Linked DNA regions of Mus musculus: region 2 is linked to region 1. A link is a contact called in public Hi-C data. All regions are on one chromosome and are shown on one strand. The core of a region is the stretch at or near the end of the contact, and the rest is flanking DNA. Distances in the headings are between cores, read along the strand shown.

Region 1 (2,803 bases), core at 173-2,672:
CTGCTGAGAGATGGCTGAAAATGTTACAAAAATCTGCCTTCTGGGTAGGATGACTGTCTATCTCTGGCCTCCCAGTCGTCCAACATAAGTCTCTTGGATAGGCATCAATATTCCTAAGCAAACTTCCGATGGGCCCTCTGTCCCCCTTGTTCCATCTTGGCGTCCACAGCCATCTGCTCTCCTACCCGGAGCTCTACCTTGCTTGCCTCTGCTCCCTCCAAAACTCTACCAGCTCCACGGAGAAAGCCACTCCTGAGGCTTGTCTGGAGCTAAGCACAGTAAAGCCACTGCCCCATAGGGGCTGGTGGGGCCACCAGGGCGATCATGACTCTTCCCATGGCACCCATCCCCAAAGGGAAGCTAGTTCTCTAGACCACCTACACAGCAGAGGCCTCTGGGCCCCATGAAAGGCTGTTTGAAGAACACTGGGCTCAGCAGCAGAAGACAGACCTCTGATGTCCTTAACCATCCTCATGGCCAGTCAGGCAGTGGCCTAGCTTCTGCCGGTGAGCAACCACACACTAAGTATTCCCCTTTTACAAATGTATCAGCTGTTCAAGCTGGGAGAAGTCTCCCAACTAAACCGGCCTCAGTTTCCTCTTGTGGAGAGCAAGCACACAAACCATATCTCGCATAGAGACTGAAACACCATGAGTGTGCGCTCACATCGGCGAGCAGATGTAAAGAGTTACTGTGTTATTAGCACAGTGGCTCCTGACTCACAGCGCCTACTGCTCGGAGAGACGCCGAAGAGAAATCAATCCTGCTTTTAAAATTACTTTATATACTCAGGAGCATTAGTCACTTCAACTGAGTGCTCCAACTTCCCTCCCAAGCATCTGGAGCCTCACCTAGGTGCCTAACAGATTGTCGCATCTCAACGCTGCCTACAAGTCCACTATTCCTACGCTGAAGGGTTATTATTGGGTGTGTTTCCTTTCCAGGAAAACTTCGATTTCTATGTCGCTGGCTGTAAATGCAGCCGTGAAGAAAGGCAAACTGCTTTTCACACTCACAAACCCAGGCCCTGGAGTTGCTCGCGCTAGGGGCAAGGAGACCGCGGAATGGCCGAGGCGCCGAGACCAGCCCGGGTGCGGGTCCCCGCCAGGTGTCTCCGCGCCCGGCTGGCTGAGACGGGAAGGGCCGTGGGCTCCAGGCGCAAAGTCCGCGCCCAGGCCGGGGGCGCCCCGAGCTCCCGCCGCAGCACGCGACCGGCGGCCCGTAGCCCCTCGCGGGCGCTCCGCGAGCTCACTCACCCCATCTCCGGCGCTGCTCGTGCGGCCGCTCCGACGGGGCCCCTGGCGTTCGCTCTCCGCCCGCTCGGCAGCTGCTCCCCGCGCGGCACATGCGGCGGCCCGAGTGCGCCCGGCTCAGCCCCGGCGCCGTTCCATTCCGCCGGCTGCGCGGCTGCTCTGCCGGTGTCGGGGCCGCCGCCAGGCGCGGGCGGGCGGGAGGGCGGGGGCTGGGCGGCCGGGGGCTGGGCGGCCGCGCTCGGGCGGAGCCGCCGGTCCCTCCCGCCCGCTCCTTACGTAACCTCGTGGCCCCCGGGCCGCCGCCGCCCGCCTGGAGCTGGGGGCGCGGCAGCGTGTGCAGCGTCCCCCGCGCTGCCGCGCAGTCGCCGCTTCTTCCAGCAGCCCCCTCCTCTCCTGTGTCGACCCCGCACCCGCGCGCCCTGCCAAGCTTGGCGCCGCGCCTCGGACGGGATGTCCCACCTGCTGGACTTGAAGTCGCAGCTGGCAGGGACTTTTTGGCCACCTTTAGTTTGCAGATGAGGGAACCGAAGCCCCCCAGGGAGGAGAAATGATGTGACCAAGGTCACAGTCTCAGATTAGATCTCACGTCTCCAGAGTCTGAGATGGGCAGGACCACGATTTGCTCCCCACCCCATTTAATGCCCACCTTCGTCTTCCTGCCCACCTGTCTGGCTGAGTGGCCTTAAAATCCTGGAGGGTAAGATGGCAAGGAGGATTCTGTAGCCCAAAGCAGGTTCCCTGAACTCTTCCCTGGGTAAAGACAGAAACGCACACCCTCAGCATAGCGAGTTGGCAAAATTTGAGAGGCTTCCTTAAGCTTGGCTATGATTCCCTACCAAAGGCCAGCACTGGAGCCAACCTAACCATCACCCCACACTGGGCCTTCCACGGGATTGTCTTCGGCTGAGCACACATTGCCCACACAAGCCTGGCATCTCTGGACAGACAGGGACTGGGAGGAGAAGGCAAGGACAAGCAACTGGAATAGGGCCACCACCGTGCCCCTGCCCTCATTTCCCTTCAGGCCACTGTGACTAGCTACCTAGCTCCTTCACCTCACAAGAGCACCCACCCCATTTCTAAACGGTGGTCAGTAATTTCTGAAATACAAGTTGATCTGAGGCTCCCCTCCCACTGTCCTTGGGATGAGCCTGGCCAGTCCACTACCACCTCCAGCCCTCTCACTTTGCCCTTGCTCGCCGCACTCCAGCCAGCTGGCCATTCTCTCAGCCTACCCACGTGCTCTTCTTTCTGTCTGGGAAGATTTTTTTCCCCTTCATTCCTACATGTGCTTCAGATCACTGTTACACTGTCGCGTCCCTTAGGGGCTTAACCGAAGGCCGTGGATGGCATTGTTCCGGTCCATTTTTCTTCCTTGCACTTACTGTTAGTAGTATCTCGTGTAAAATTATTGGTTTAATATTCCAGACACACCTGCAAACTCTTAGAAAGATGTGGCTTTTTGCCCATAATTGTAACCTCTACTACCTACAATGGGAATTCAAAGTCTTCCACCAATATTTGTTGAATGAATAAGTAAACAGACCAAG
Region 2 (2,803 bases), core at 107-2,606, 630 kb after region 1:
AGAGCTAAACTAGGGTGAACAGAGAGACTCAGTGGTCTGCAGGTGAGCTAGTCATGGTCTAGCTCTGTCCTCCCTTCTTGGTTCCTCCTGAATCTCTTCCCATGCACCACCTGCTCATTTTCCATAGGTTTCCAGCCGTTTCCCTCTCTGGAGTGGAGAGACAGTCTTGACAAGGCCCTTTTCCTGGTCAGAGGAGGCCATCTGATCAGGGAAGGAGAGAATAGGAAAACACGTGGGGGGAACTCTTGGCAATGCCATAAAAGAATCTGGAACATACCAGCCTTCAGTTCACTAGGCAAGAGAGCAACTTTGGATGCAAATGTTTCAGACTCTAGCGAGAAATAGGTACCTAGGAACCAGTTCCAGACCTGGCCTCTCTGATCATCATGAAAAGCTACTCCCCGAGGACTTAAGATAACTCTAGGAACGACTGCTTTTGGGAAGGCTGGCTACACATACCACTTGACAAAGTGGCATCACTCAAGGGAGCAGCAATACGGGAGGCACAATGGTGCCTTAAATGGAACACCTGGCCCTTGACTCCTATTGCTGAGATGAAGCCAAGCCCCCATGTCTCTTCCATGGCTTTTCTTTCCTTCAGAAGTGCTCAAGGTGCCCTCAACCCTCCTCCATTCATGACTGGGACACCTCTCTTCCAAACCTCTAGGCCCCGGGGCTGTAGCTGTATTTATTTCCTGACAGGTCTGGACTTCTGTGGGACCCAAACCTGTTTCCTACCAGGGACTCTAGGTCTCAGGTTTAGGTGTCCCTGCTGGGTCATCCATGGTCCCCAATTATACCAAGACCGCAGGGGCTGTTTGAATGGGTGATGGTCAAGCTCCTAAGGCTACCAGCAGGAGTGGGTAGACTCTGGGCAGCCTCTGCAGGGTATTACTTAACAGCTGAGGTCCCCGGGGTCTGGCGGTGGTGCTGGGAGAGGGTGGCATCCTCGCACTGGTCTGGCTGGCCTGGCTGGCCCGTGGCGCAGCGGACGCCTCCCCAGAGCGCGCTGCCGCCGGCGGCAGCCGGAGCTCCTGGCACCAGGCCTGGCTGCAGGCCCAGGGCAAGGAGTGGCTTCCAGGAAGCGGGCGGAGAAGCGTTCCAGCGGAGTCTCGCCGTGGCCGCGGCGGCCCCGAGCGCTCCGAGCCGCCTGGCTGCGGCTCGGTGGCCCGCTTGTCCCCGCGTTCCCAGCGCCCCTGGGTTAGGGCAGAGGACGCAGGGCGGGAGGGACTGACGGTACCCTAGACGCGGCGCGCACTTGCGGGACGGGCGGCGCAGGTGGCGGCGCGCGCCCTCCGCCCCTGGGTCGGGGCCAGCACTGCGCTCCGCGCGCCCGGAGGGGCGGGACAGGCGGGGCGGCCGCGTCCCAGCCCCATTTAACTTTGGCGGCGGCGCGAGCTGGAGGCCGGCGTCGGGGACCGTCGGGATCCCGCGCTCCGCACGAGGTGTCGCCGAGTCGGCGCTGCTCGCCACTGTCTCGCAGCGCGCATCCCTCCTTGCACCGTCAGACGCTGCTGCGACTCCGGATTGGAAACACCCGCGGGGGATCCAGGGATTCATCTCTCTGAGGATGGTAAGGTGGAGCAAGTTGATGGGAACGCTACTGGAAAATAAGGTCTTGGTTGAGCACTGCCCTATGGGGCTTAGACAGCTCCAGGCAGGCGCGCTACAGGATCCGGGAATGTTGGACAGAACCTTTCCTGGTCCTCTGCGAGCGAGGGGTGCTCTGGATGATGGGGGATACCCTGCGGGGTCAGCGGACTACGGGCTGATCTTAGCTTGCAGTGTTTGAAGGTCCGGAGGTTTGGCTACTGAGTGAGGTTCGCATGCTTGAAGCGCAGAGAAACGAGAGGAGACGCACGCCAGGGAAAGGAGGCGTGAGGGTGGCGGGCGCTGAAGTGTGCGAGCCAGCGGAGAGGGGCGCGTGGTCCTGGGGCCCAGCCCTGGCCGCCTCCCTTCGTCCCAGAGTCGCCGCCTCAGGTCGGAAACAGCAGCACATTTGCGGATCGCATTAAGCCAGGCCTTAATGCTTTCTCCAGATGGAGAGAAGCCACCGACCCGCCCCCGGACACCGACACCGCCAAGGCGCCCGCGAGGCGAAGCGGGAGTCGAGTGTGACCTCGGCTTTTCCAGTCTCCGCTCAAACTGAGTTCCCTGTAAACTGACAGGAAAACACATTGGGGAAAACGGTCCTCGTAGCCCTCCTGGGCTTACTTCTTCCTCACCTTTAAGAGATTACACTCCGCAAGACTGTGGCCCCCAGAATTCTCTTAAAGGCAGGTCTGGAAGCAGAAGGCATTCTATCATCTAGTGAGAAATTCCTCTAACTATCCAATCTGCGTTCCTATCCTAGACTCTGTTTAGCTGTGTGCCCTTAGGCAGGGTTCTTCCCTCTCTGGTCTAGTTTAATTGGCTTCAGACTCATTTTTGCCTCAAGGAATTAAAGCTGGCAGGTGCCCTAACTCTTGGCTTTAGGCTGGTCCTCCCCACAACCCCCAGCCCCCCCCCCGCCCCCAAAAGCCACACTCTGGTGCTGACAAACAGGCTAGGAGGTGTCTGGGGCAGGGTTGTCCCTACTGCTGGAGCACTGGAGGGATGGGTGAATTGCTGACTGGAGGCAGTCTCCGTTCCCCTTTTTGATCTTGGGGGACTCATCCTAAAGGGAGCCCCATATTGCCTTCATTCTGCAGCAGACAATCCCATCCTGGGCCAACACAAACGTTTCTAAGACACTGCTTGGGCTTCAGGGTCCCTGCCTTCTGATTGGCTCCTTAGCTTACAGATTCTGCCTCTGGAGCCAGAG

What was found. A called contact is a pair of places that touch in the nucleus more often than the background predicts.
Region 2: a contact with region 1 is called in a Hi-C map of embryonic stem cells, with 2.9 times the contacts expected there. The contact joins the promoter of Adamtsl3 here to the promoter of Homer2 in region 1. A contact is called at or near these places in 1 of 39 promoter capture datasets (pre-B cells) and 1 of 484 Hi-C or Micro-C datasets (embryonic stem cells).

Annotation. Positions count from the first base shown.
Region 1 is chr7:81,705,503-81,708,305 of GRCm38.p6, forward strand. Homer2 (homer scaffolding protein 2) reads right to left here and starts at 1,423. Exons shown (of 9, transcript NM_001164086.1): 1 at 1,257-1,423. The coding sequence starts at 1,261. Gm32579 (a long non-coding RNA gene) reads right to left here. Exons shown (of 2, transcript XR_391652.2): 2 at 2,650-2,803.
Region 2 is chr7:82,334,338-82,337,140 of GRCm38.p6, forward strand. Adamtsl3 (ADAMTS-like 3) reads left to right here and starts at 1,357. Exons shown (of 30, transcript NM_001190374.1): 1 at 1,357-1,573. The coding sequence starts at 1,571.